2 separate regions of the Capra hircus genome follow, and region 2 is linked to region 1. A link is a contact called in public Hi-C data. All regions are on one chromosome and are shown on one strand. The core of a region is the stretch at or near the end of the contact, and the rest is flanking DNA. Distances in the headings are between cores, read along the strand shown.

Evidence for each region. A called contact is a pair of places that touch in the nucleus more often than the background predicts.
Region 2: a Hi-C map of blood shows a contact between it and region 1, with 2.2 times the contacts expected there. The contact joins the promoter of AGBL2 here to the enhancer-like site in region 1. A contact is called at or near these places in 2 of 5 Hi-C or Micro-C datasets (both in blood).

The regions. Positions count from the first base shown.
Region 1 is chr15:5,401,370-5,408,206 of ARS1.2, forward strand. It overlaps the pseudogene LOC102189143. Among named protein-coding and RNA genes, the nearest start is that of NUP160, 19 kb to the right of the region's middle. Within about 2 kb of position 1,317, at least 1 of the 5 cell types and tissues checked has an H3K27ac peak or open chromatin away from gene starts, as enhancers often do.
Region 2 is chr15:5,506,820-5,513,582 of ARS1.2, forward strand. It overlaps AGBL2 (cytosolic carboxypeptidase 2), which reads left to right and starts at 3,452. Exons shown (of 17, transcript XM_013969896.2): 1 at 3,452-3,955; 2 at 4,087-4,222; 3 at 4,485-4,548; 4 at 5,620-5,754. The coding sequence starts at 4,187. It overlaps FNBP4 (formin-binding protein 4), which reads left to right. Exons shown (of 17, transcript XM_018059085.1): 17 at 607-1,664. The coding sequence ends at 697.

The sequences.
Region 1 (6,837 bases), core at 67-2,566:
CAATGTGCCTTGAATTCACTGTGTCTAGAACATGGACACGAAGGACAAAAAAGGCTTTGTAGTCAGGAAGACAATATGCAGTAATAGGTTGTTTTTGGTTTTTTTTAGAACCTTTCTTTTATTGATAAAATGTAGTAAATTAATCTTAGTGAATTTTCCCATACCTTAGTAAGCCCAAACATGCTTCCATACAAACAAGAAGTCCCCATGCCCACCACAATAAAATGCAAAGTCTGGATATTTTAATATATGAGGAACATGAAAATACAGCAGTGCTTCCCCCAATTTTTTCCCATAGAACAATGGTCCAGTGAGTTGTTCCTTGTAAAGAGTGTTGCTGTTGTTTAGCCACTAAGTCATGTCCGACTCTTTGCGACCCCGTGGGCTGCAGCACGCCAGGCTTCCCTGGCCTTCGCTGTCTCCCGGAGCTTGCTCAAACTCATGTCCATTGAGTCAGTGATGCCATGCAACCACCTCATTCACTGCCGCCCCCTTCTCCCCCTGCCCTCAATCTTTCCCAGGTTCAGCGTCTTTTCCAATGAGTCGGCTCTTCGCATCAGGTGGTGAAAGGATTGGAGCTTCAGCTTCAGCATCAGTCCTTCCAATGAAAAGAACACAGAGTCTGGGAAACGCATCACTCATAAGGCCCTCTTGGAGCTTTACAAAGCACACCATCATATTAATGTCCCTGGAAAGTTCTGCAGGAAAGAAATATGTTGAACTTTGTCATCATCTCCCATGCTTATTTCAACCACTGAATTCTTCTTTGAAGTAGTAGCCTTTCGGTTAGTATAGGAAAATCTGCTTTGAAGTTCAATTTACAGTACTCTTCTACTTAGTAGTGACCTGGCAAATCAAGACATTCTCGAGGTAAAGCAAGATAGTAGTGTCAAGCAATAGAACTATTTTTCCTATGAAAGTATTTGTAAATAAAACATGCTGCACAAACAGCAATCTTAGTAACATTCTGCATTTTATTTCTAAATGAACCCATCACCTCACCACTAGATGGCAACGTAATTCCATTTAAGTTACTCTGTGTGTTGGGCGGGGTGGGTGTGGGGGGGTGTGTGCGCGCGCGCATTTTATTTCTATATGAAATGATCACCTCACCACTAGATGGCGCCATAATTCCATTTAAGTTACTCTGTGTGGGGGGTGTGTGGGGGGGGGTGTGTGCGCGCGCGCGCGCGCGCATTTTATTTCTAAATGAAATAACCACCTCACCACTAGATGGCACCATAATTCCATTTAAGTTACTCTGGGTGGGTGGGTGTGTGTGTGGAGGGGTGTGTGCGTGCGTGCGCGCGCAGTTTATTTCTAAATGAAGTCATCACCTCACCACTAGATGGCAACATAATTCCATTTACGTTACTATATGTGTGTCAGTGTGTGCATAATTCCGTTTAAGTTAGTGTGTGTGTATGAAAGTGAAAGAGGAGAGTGAAAAAGTTGGCTTAAAGCTCAACATTCAGAAAACTAAGATCATGGCATCCGGTCCCATCACTTATGGCAAATAGATGGGGAAACAGTGGAAATAGTGTCAGACTTTATTTTGGGGGGGTTCCAAAATCACTGCAGATGGTGATTGCAGCCATGAAATTAAAAGATGGTTACTCCTTGGAAGGAAAGTTATGACCAAACTAGATAGCATATTCAAAAGCAGAGACATTACTTTGCCAACAAAGGTCAGTCTAGTCAAGGCTATGGTTTTTTCAGTGGTCATGTACGGATGTGAGAGTTGGACTGTGAAGAAAGCTGAGCGCCGAAGAATTGATGCTTTTGAACTGTGGTGTTGGAGAAGACTCTTGAGAGTCCCTTGGACTGCAAGGAGATCCAATCAGTCCATCCTAAAGGAGATCAGTCCTGGGTGTTCTTTGGAAGGAATGATGCTAAAGCTGAAGGTCCAGTACTTTGGCCACCTCATGCGAAGAGTTGACTCACTGGAAAAGAGTCTGATGCTGGGAGGGATTGGGGGCAGGAGGAGAAGGGGACGACAGAGGATGAGATGGCTGGATGGCATCACCGACTCGATGGATATGAGTCTGAGTGAACTCCGGGAGTTGGTGATGGACAGGGAGGCCTGGCAAGCTGTGATTCATGGGGTCGCAAAGAGTCGGACACGACTGAGAGACTGAACTGAACTGAACGATGTGTGTGTGCGTGTGTGTTTTCCTTCGTATCTCACGCTTTGCAACACCAGGGACTGTTGCCTGCCAGGCTCCTCTGTCCATAGAATTTTCCAGACAAGAACACTGGAGCGGGTTGCCATTTCTTTCTCCGGGGACTCTTCCTGACCCAGGTATCGAATCCATGTCTCATGTTTCCTGCATTGGCAGGCAAGTTCTTTACCAGCTGAGCTGCCAGGGAAGCCCCGTTTATGTTACAACCACACCAAGAAGAATATTCAAGTTTTCTAAGAATGTACATGTGCATTTATTCACTTTCAGTCATTCTTTCAAACAACTTATTAGGAACTTTTAAGTTCTGAGAGCTCTGATGAATGTTGAAAATAGGAGGAAAAATGAGACAGCTCACTGTAATTCGGAGGACTCGCTGTGATACGGGGTCTTTCTTCGGCATCTATGGAGATGAGAAGAGAGCTGCAGGTTGAAGTTTAAAAGGAACAAACGGAGCTTGGAAATGGGTTAAAGATGTTAGCTGTGGACTTTGAAAAGTTACATGAAAACCATCATCCAAAGATGTAAGAATCTTCGTGATGAAATTTGGATAACCGGTACAGTCTCAGCCTCAGTTTGAGGCCAGAGAGGATGCTCCAGGAGACACCGGCAGCAGTGCCTGGTCACTGCCCCGGACCCAGGGCGGAATTGCTCTTGTGTGCCTGCAGCGTGACAGACAGCTGAACTGCTACACCTGAATCAAGCAAAACGATTCCTGTCCTGTTGTGTGTAAGCTGTTTCCATCTTACGTGCCCCAAAGAAGTCCCACGAGCCTCTGATGCTGGTACGTGAACCCCGGCCCTTGGCAGTGAGAGAGGTGAGTCCTAACCACTAGAGCGCCAGGGAATTCCCCAAGCGGCAGGCTTGACTCCATTGTGAGTGCTAAGTCGCTTCAGCCGTGTCCGACACTTTGCAACCATATGGACTCTAGTCCCCCAGGCTCCTCTGCCCACGGGATTCTCCAGGCAAGAACACTGGAGTGGGTTGCCAGGCCCTCCTCCAGGGGTCTTCCTGCATTGCAGGCGGATTCCTTATTGCTGAACCACCAGGGAAGCCTCAACTCCAGAGGGGGCTGAATATAAATGCCCCCCGGCTCTTTACTGCCGCTCTTTACTGGCCGCTTGCCAGATTCTGCTCCCTCAGATCACCGTCTCCCCAAAAAGAGAGCCGTCTGGGACCCTGCCAGCCTGTCCTGAATCAATCTCCTATGCCTTCCACACACACAGACACACACAACGCACACATAGAGGCACGATGATCGATTGCCTAGAGTGAGTTCCCCCAGGATTGCCTCTCATCCTCGTGTTTCTCTAAACTTAACCTTCGGTTTTGAGTCACTGAGTTGGCTGTTGCATCAAATGATTCTTTAGTTTTACGAGGTGTCTCCCAGGTGGGATCCGCACAGATACAGGTGCCGGTTGCTAATTTCTATAAAAATAACCACCCCCAGAGGAGTGTCATTTAAGAGTTCTTTGGGGGGAGAAAAAGAGTTCTTTGGACTTCATCTTCAATAGTAGCCAAAGAATTCAAGGGACAGGTTAATGCAGAAAATCTTTTGCAGTTAATATGTAACTAAGAACATTCGGAATGCAACACACAGAGTTTAGGTGATCTGGGTACAGCGGTGGGAGAGCAGCGATTGTAAAATTGAGATATTTAACACGTACACTGGGATTCCCAGATGGCCCAGCGGTAAAGAACCTACCTGTCAGTGCAGGAGACGCAAGAGACTTGGGTTCGATCCCTCGGTCGGGAAGAACCCCTGGAGGAGATGGCAACCTGCTCCAGTATTCTTGCCTGGAGAATCCCATGTGGCCAGAGCAGCCCGGTGGGCTACAGTCCAGGGCGCCACAAAGAGGTGGACTCGACTGAGCGCGCATGGCCGTAACATGCACACGCTCTGTCGGGGGAGACTGAGGGGAAACAGGTGTTCAGCCTAGAAAAGCATTTCTCAGTGGATTTCCTATGATGTCAATGTGGGTTAAACTTTAAAACATTTAAAACCCGACTTACAAGCATTTGTGGATTCCAGATTGAGATCCACATAAGAGCAATGTTTTCTGCTAAGACTCAGAACGTTCTTTCATAAATGAGAGTTTGTTTCCCACTAAATTGATCTTTACACAGTTGGCTGGTTTTGGTAACTACAGATGTGATGGGAACAGGGAAAAATAAAATATGGATAAAAATAGGGGAAAACCCAATAATCCCTGGATTCCTGGGAAATGAGGATGTCCCATCAATTTAAAAACCATATTTTTTAATTGAAATTTTACTTCAACTGCACAAATGAAGGTAGCGTGTAGGAAATTTAAATGACACAATACGGTAAAAATAGCAGAGAACCAAAAACTCTAAAAAGGAAGTACACCCAAAGCGCAAGAACTCAACATTCGTGTTTAGTCTTCAGTTTTGAGTGACACTTGCTGCCTGCAAATTTAAGGCACAAAATAACTCAAGCATAAATCAAAATGAAGAGCCTGGAAATTTTCTGATTTCCTAAATTTTCAAAAAACTCTATCATTGCAGCATATAGGCTTTCTCCCGTTTTAATCTTAGAAGCTTCAAAAAGGGGCTGGATTACATACACACACCTGAGCGCCCACACAGTCACGCATGCACACACACAGGCACACACATGGTGATAAGCAGAGTATCTAGGTCCTTCTTCCTACCACCTAAGTCTCATCTTACTTATTAAAAGTGTGCACAGCCCCTCACTGGTTTCCCTTTATCTAATGATTTCTGTCACCGTAATTGCTATCATCGTTACTTTACTAGTATTGCAACTTAAAATTTAAAAGCAGTTCTGCAGGTGTTAGCCCACTACACAGCCCATGGATCTCATCTGGTCTGCCACCTGCTCTTGAAATAAAGTTTGATTGGATATACTCTCATTTGCTGTAAATTGCCTATGGCTATTTTTGCGCTATAATGGTGGAGTTACAAAGGAGTGGCAAATATCTAAAACAGTTACTATCTTGCCTTTTACAGTAAAAGCTTGCCAACACCTGGTTTTTATAGTTTTGTACCATTTTTAACCCTATTTTTGGTAACTGTACTATGGTTATGTTAAATGTTAACATTAGGGATTAATAGAGTACAGAAACCCTTTATATAACACTATTTTTGCAACCACTCTACAGTCTTAAAATCAGAAGAGCTGCTTATTGGAAAAGACTCTGATCCTGGGAAAAACTGAAGGGAAAAGGAGAAAGGAGAAAGCGGTGGCAGAGGATGAGATGGTTAGATGGCATCACCGACTCAACGGACATGAATTTGAGCAAACTCCGGGAGGTAGTGGAGGACAGAAGAGCCTGGCGTGCTGCAGTCCACGGGGTCGCAAAGAGTCAGACGTGACTTAGCAACTAACCAACGAGAAGGCCTTGAAAAGGTCACTACATATTAGTATGACATGCACTACGGTGTGCAATTTAAAAAGCTAAATTTGTGGTGGTTGTAATTACAGTATAAACATGTCCACATCCGTAAATCTAAAAAAGGTTGAAAACCTACAATGAAGCTACAACATGCTTTTTAAACACTGTATTTCTATTTATTCTGCTGCATCAGGTCCCCGTCGCATGAGGCGGGATCTTTCGCTGCAGTGGTAGGCTTCCTAGTTGAGGTGCTCGGGTTCAATCGTTGCGATTCACAGGCTTAGGTGGGATCTTAGCTCCCAGACCAGGGATTGAAACCTAGTCCCCTGCATTGCAAGGCGATTATTAACCACTGGACCAGCAGGGACGTCCCAAATCTACAATATATTGTTTTACATTTGACCACTGGTTCGTATCTGTAGGAGTCATAATTTGGTAAAGCATTGTAATAATTTAGGAAGGCATCTAAATCTTTTAATTCTGGACGAATTTCATGCTTGAATCTATGAAATTGCATGAGGACTAAACTTGAGAGACTTCCTATCATTCTAAAATTCCTCACTCTGGACAAATCATTTTTAGGACACTTTCTTATAAATATCACCCTCTGAAAGCATATACAGTTCCACTTATTCTGTGTTTTATGATCTTAACCTACATAGGGCTGATCTCAATTATTATCGCAACATCAAATAGGACAGGGAGACAAACCTGAACCACTTACAATACAACAGTATAACTTGCGAAATTCTCTTTTATTTAGTTAGTTATTTACTTCTGGCTGTGCTGGGTATTCGCTGCCATGTGTGGGCTTTTCCCAGTTGCAGCAAGTGGGGGCTACTCTTCGTTGTGGTTGGAACTTGTCAAATTCTTCACCAATGTTCTCTGAAAAAAACTTCTCAAGTCTTTCTCTTCTTTTTTTAAAATAATTTTATGTGTTGTTTTTGGCTGTGCTGGGTCTCTGTTGCTGCTCAAGCTTCTGTCCAGCTGCAGCGAGCAGGGTTTAACTCTGGTTGCTGGGGCTTCCCGCAGCAGGGGTTTCTCTTGTTGCAGAGCAAGGGCTGTAGGGCACTCGGGCTTCAATAGTTGTGGCACACGGGCTTAGTTGCTCCACGGCAGCTGGGATCTTCCCAGACCAGGGATCGCACCCATATCTCCCGCAAGGGCAGGCAGATTCTTAGCCACTGAGCCGGCAGGGAAGCCCTCTCTTCTTTATTTTAGCAATGGATTATGGAAAATGTGCGATTTTTTCTTGACATGAAAATATTTCACTGCAC
Region 2 (6,763 bases), core at 2,202-4,701, 110 kb after region 1:
ATGGTTTACCTATGAACAGATAGCATATTGTTGTTGTTTAATCCCTAAGTTGTTTCCGACTCTTACTACCTCATAGACTGTAGCCCGCCAGGTGAATCTTGAGTTTTAATCAGTTTTTTTAAATAACTGAATTTGAATAAGCCGTGAGAGATCAATGCTAGTTAGAACTAATGAAAAGAGAATCTCAGAAACATTAGGTCTGCCCATCCCTGGTGGTATGTTGAGGATTAAATATATCTTCTTAGAGGTTAAGTAAATAAATCTAGGATAAGGACTCCTCTAACTCCTTGGAGCCAAGAAATACTTCTACAGGCATGTGTTATTTTCCTTCAGTGTAGCTTTAATGGTTACTGGGGAGACATAAAAATACATATGCACTTACATATAAATACAACTGTAGAGCAGAGTATTTTGTATGTGTTTGGTTGACCTATCAATTAAGAAATTTGATGAAAACTATTCTGGTACTTAGCTGAGAAATTTGAAACTTTGTCATGAAGACAGATGTGGCCGATCGTTTTCAGGTTTGGTTAGTTTTTATTTGCTAGGGAGTGAACAGCTCCATTCTCTTTTCTCAGAGGAGTCATCTGTCTGTTGTTTCCACAGTGGCATGGCAGAGAGAAATGCTAATTTTGAAGCCCTTCCTGAAGATTGGCGAGCAAGACTGAAGAGACGAAAAATGGCTCCAAACACATAGTTTTTTACTTTTTTGTTACTGTGTGCTGGATTTTCTTTTTTTATGTTCAGTTCAGAGTCTTAACCAGTTTTACTGTTGCCAATAAACTATAAATGTTATGAGGGAGAGCATATAAATTTGCTGGGCAAGAGCATACAAAATTCCCACATTTGTGAAATGTAGTTTTTTCTGTTTTGCCAAAAGGTGTGAGGTGGCTGAACCATTTGACCTGGCTGCCTTTATTCTCACACTGGCAAACTCAGCATGTTAGGTACATTATTCTCATCAGTCTGGACGTGTGGCTCATGACACTTCTATAGAGGACTCACCGACGAAAAGGGAAGGATTTTTCTGCCTAATAGAGGCTGTTGTAGTTCCTAGTGTGGCGCGCTCACTCTCGTTAACATCTTCAAAACAAGTGCAATTAAGAAGGCAGCTCTATACTCTACCTTGCTTAACTGGGATTATAGGAATGTCCTTCTGACCTCTTCCTCTTAGTCTGCCACCCCTGAAGTGCTGAGGTATACAAACTCATTCATGTTGAGCTAACAGGTGGCCACACTCTATAAATTTATAGAGTATTTCTCACAAATTCTAGAACTGATAAAGATAGCTCAGTCATTGCACATACTAGGTGACAGATATAAATTTCAGTGTATGGCGGCAGCAGCAACTGTTCATGTCTTTGAGACTTTCCCCTCACACGTGGGAGTAAATGTAATGAGCCACTGTATGTATTGCTATGTCTCCATGGTCGTACCTTGGTCCAAAGCTCACCTCCCATTTAGATGTGAATGTATTCTCCATAAAATTCCAGTATTTAAAAAGCAGTTTACTGTTCTGTACTTTCTGTTGTATCACAATCAGGTAAAAGTCACTTTAAACTGAAGAAAAAGCAAATTGTGTTTTAAAGCTGTTTGTATTTCTCCAGTTTCTGACCTTGTAAATTTGTATATATGCACTAATAAAGCCTTTTTTATACTTCTGATTGGTTATCCTTTTGCTCCTGTTTTGCCTGTTGCTCCCTGAAGATGTCACCAAGACTTACTTTAAGTCAGTCATTTTTTCTAATCAAGTACGGTATAAGGCAAACATTGAAGCTCTCAGAAGAAAGAGGAGTGTCAGGATCTTGAGCCCGTTGCAGGGTGGGAGAATGGGGTTAGAAAAACAGGGCTCTGGTACCAGAAAATATGGTGTGAGTTAAGTATTGGAGCTTGTGGTCTATAATATTAGCTTGTATTTAGCCTACTTAAATCCTGGAAATGACAAAATGTGGTTAATATTCTAGAAAAAAAAGGGGGGCTTTATATAGTTACAAGAGTTATATATACTCATAGTCATGTAAAGTTAACCAAAGATGACAGTAGTTAAAATTTTATTCTGGTATATTTATATGCAGCTGTCTAATCAGTGTCATGTGTGCTTGTGTGTTGGTTTTTATTTATACAAAAATCGGGGTGACCATTTTGTATATAAATTGTTTTTCTTGTCATCTGCATAGAGCACATTGACATTGAAGCCGCTCAGTCGTGTCCAACTCTTTGCGACCACATGTACTGTAGCCTACCAGGCTCCTCCGTCCGTGGAATTTTCCAGGCAAGAGTACTGGAGTGGGTTGCCATTTCCTTCTCCAGGAGATACTCCCAACCCAGGGATGAAACCCAGGACTCCCGCATTGTAGGCAGATGCTTTACTGGCTGAGCTACCACCAAGATCCTACATTTCTGGGAAAAAGGGCTATTGACTAGTCATTAAAGCTTTTGCTTTTAACTGCCTAACAGTTAACCAGATTTCTAGGAATTGTTGACAGGGACTAAGTGACTTTGTCCCTATCCTGCCAGACCAGAAACATTTTTTTGACTGACAGTTTGATAGTCAAAGTGTGGGTTTTACTTTGTTTCTTGTATTTTCCAACGCAGAAGGTAATTTTTCAATTCTAGCTATGGGATGGAGGGAACATAAGGTGAAGGAGGAGAAGCAGCTCCCTTTGAGTAATACCCAATAATTTTCTTAAAGCTGTTCAGTTCAGTTCAGTCGCTCAGTCTTGTCGGACTCTGCGACCCCATGAATCACAGCACGCCAGGCCTCCCTGTCCATCACCATCTCCCGGAGTTCACTCAGACTCAACGTCCATTGAGTCCGTGATGCCATCCAGCCATCTCATCCTCTGTCGTCCCCTTCTCCTCCTGCCCCCAATCCCTCCCAGCATCAGTCTTTTCCAGTGAGTCAACTCTGCTCATGAGGTGGCCAAAGTACTGGAGCTTCAGCTTTAGCATCATCTCTTACAAAGAAATCCCAGGGTCGATCTCCTTCAGAATGGACTGGTTGGATCTCCTTGCAGTTTTGGCTGCCCCATGGAGCATGCCTTAGCTAACCACCAGGGATCCCACCTGTGCCCTGCAATGTAAGCGCGGTCTCTTATCAAATCACTGGACCAGCAAGGAAAGGAACAGTGGAAGTGTTAGTCGCTCAGTCGTGTCTTGACTCTTGAGACCCCGTGGACTGCAGCCTGCCAGCCTCTGTCCATGGAATTCTATAGGCAAGAATGCTGGAATGGGTTGCCATTTCCTTCCCAGGACCGGCAAGGAAGCCCCCATCAATGCAATTTCTAATCCCCTGAATCCGGGCTGCAATACTGTAATGAAAAGAGTAACAACAAAGCCTTGGTACAGCAGTCGTCCACTTTCCCCTGGTTCCCCGCTCCCCCTCGGAGGTGGGGCCTCGCTCCCGGAAGCTTCAAGCCGCCCCGCCTTCCCGCTTCCGGCTCGCGGTTGCTAGGCTACCGGCGCCCCAGCCGAAAGCTGTGGCTTGGCGAGAGCTCAGCGAGCGCGACCTCGGCCGGGTACGCGGCGGGGCCTATGCCTGCGGGTGGTGACCCCCCGCCTCACTCACGCTCCTCTGTCGCGGCCGGCTCCGCGCCCAACCCCTGCTGCCCCGGACAGTCCGGGGAGCCAAGGCGATAGCACCCTTCCCTCTGGCCTCCCAGGAAATCTCTACGCCCCATCCCTCGACTCTCTGGGAAACCGCCCTCCGCCACCTTCCCCTGACCGGGAAACCCAGAACCCCTGAATTCCGTTTTCGGAGCCTCTAAACTTTCTTTTCCCACCCGCCTCGAGACGACTCCGCCGGACTCCCCTCCCCTTTTCTTTCACTGTCCAGCGGCGTCCTGGTGGTGGGCATCCCCCCCTCAACCCGGAGAAGAAAGCATGGAGCCGGCAGGGGTCCTGGCGCCTCGGGAGGAGGAGGTCGGAAGACTAGCCGCCCTCCCAGATTCCTCAGGTGCCCACCCGGGCCTCATGGCGGGCCCTGGTTTAGAGGGAGCGGTGCCGCGTGGGAGCTGCGGAGCGGAGGGAGGGGACGGGAGTGAATGTCGGCAGGTGACTTCAGTTGCCTGCTCTGGTTTATTTTAGCTCCTCCTATGTAACAAACCGCCCTTTTGGAAATTGGGCAGGGGCTGTTGCTGGATGCGGATGTCACTGACTGGTCTTCAGCATAGCATGCAGAAGTAACATGTTCCCAGCATTGGAAACAGAGCTAAAGCAGGAGGTCGGTACCCACCCCTCTCCAGAAACCCAGTACTGTATTCCGGTGGCACCTTTTTCTGGCTAGAGATCTTGATCCGAAAGATAGAATCGTTTGCACAAATGTCTTTCACATGGTTTGTTTTTAGAAGTTCTCAGGTATGGCGTCCTCTGCGACCATGCTTGTGTGCCTTTGTTAAAAGTCAGTATTACTCTTTTAACAGGTTGTTATAATAATGATTATTATGAAAACGCTTTCCTGATTGAGATGGTCTGTCCTTTCACAGACTCTTCCTGATCCCTATGAAGACTTTATGTACTATCACCTCCAGTACTATGGCTACTATAAAGGTAATATCTCATTCTGACCCAGCATCACCTTTCCTGGGTTATTGAAGTAAGTTGTTGGATCAACTGAGAGAGTTGTGCTTGGATAAACTAATGACGAATTTTTTGAGCAGCATTAATGAGAAGTACTTCCTTTCCTCACTGATATGCTCTGTCACTTCTGTTGAGTGTCCATTTATACAGAGGTCTGTCTGTCTGTCCTTGAACCAGCACCACCCTTTCTTAATGACATGACATGGCATTAAAATAGTCTTGATATCTGGAAAGAAATGTCCTCCCATATTGTCATATTCAGAAGTGTCTTGGCTAACCTTACCTTTTTATATAATTTTAGAATTGGCATGTGATGCTTTAAAAAAAAATGGGATTGCATTTAATCTATAGATCATACTTGACAAGAAATGAGAATTTTCCAATACCACATTTTCCAACCTGTTAATAGTATTTTCTAATTCTCTAATTTGGTTCAGTCCTCCTTAATGTCTTCCAATAAGATTTATAAATTGTTTTCAGGGAACTGCTTATTTATATGCTTGTATAAGTGGTATCTTAAAATTTTGATGTTCTAACTTTGTTCTTGGTATTTAGAAATAAAATTTAAGTTTTTGTATTGATTTTATTTCTATCTTGTTAAACTTTCTTATTAACTGTTTCATTTTGTAAGTGATCACTCACTCGTTGAAAACTGAATTCCCAGTTTGCCAGATTCAGCAGAGCCCTCAGGACAAAGCACCTCTCACTCTGAGTGCTCTACTTCCACTCTTGAGTACTTACCCTGACTTGGTTATATAACTGCTGATTTTTTTTTCTGCCAACCCAGCCCTTCCTTTCTACATTACCATATGCCTCTGAAGTCTTCTCAACGTGGAACGGAGAAAATTATGTTTAAATTGTTCACATAAATTGGAACGTGAAAGCTCTTTGGAAAATGGGTTATATTGGTTGTAAAGGCCTGTGGTGTGGCAGGTGGTGACTGCAAGGCAGTTTGCTAGTTGTAATTGTTTGGGTGTTGACCTCAGTGTTGGATGTGATGAACTAGCCTTCAACATCTTTCACTAAACTGCCTGTTCTTAGCTCAGAGAAGCAGTTTGCCAAATTCTGCTACGCACCAGCATGTTTGGAAAAATAATCCTCGATACCTGTTGAGTGGCTCTTTTGGAAAAAGAGAGGATTTGATACCAGACCGCTTGCAAAAGGAGAAGCGTCTATGTGAGTAGTAATCAGTGTCATATGTCCCTAGAACCCTTAGTGCCTTGAGCAACTGCTCCCGGCGTTGAGGAGAACATGGCCTAATGTGGGAGAAGCCTGGGGAACAGCCTTGGACACTGTTTCTGGCATCACTCAGAAATGTTCTGTCTTTTAAAAAAAAAGAAAATTTTTAAATGAAAAGAAAAATAACAAAAAAATATTCTGTAGATCTGCTTTGGATTGTAGGTTTAAAGTACCATGCGTTCTGCATGGTCTTTCTCCAAATTGTTGGAAAATTTGTTGAAACTCTTTGGTCAAGGGTAACACGTTGATTTTTTTTCATGTGGTTTTGATGGATATATTTGTTAAGGCTCTTTGCATAGGAGTGGTGGAAACCAATCCAAGCTAACTTAAGCAAAAACCACTTTTTTACAGGGACTCCACAAGTTTTTTCAAGAATCCAAGGGTAGGAATGCAGTTGAATTTCTGCCTCAATACATATCCAACCAAACATCAATTCACGTCCCTTTACTGCACGACCTTCCTCCCATGCCCCCTCCCCTACCCCAGCTGCCATCATCTCACTATTGAAACAGCCTCATCATTGGTTTCTGGTTCCATGATGCCCCCTTCCAATCCGCTTTCCACACAGCAGTGTTGTTGTTTTTTTTTTCTTTTTATGTGCAAATCTGATTGTATCCCTTTTCTGGTTAAAAATCTTTGAATGATGCAAGACCCAAAAGCTATAAAATGTAACACTGATAATTTTTACAGCAAAACTTTATGTTTAGAAAACAGTTCCATTAGTAAAGAAAAATAACTGAAAAAAAATTTTTGTGGGAAATACGTCGAAGGATTAATTTCCTTAACAAAGTAACATACAAATCAATAAGCAAAAGGTGACCAAAGAGCAGAATGGACAAAGAGCTTGAGCAAGGAGCTGGTAGAACAGCAGACACAGTCAATGCAGCGTGCAGCGTGGGCTCCGCTGGTGGCGCAGTGCGGTGCAGGAGGCTCAGGAGATGCGGGT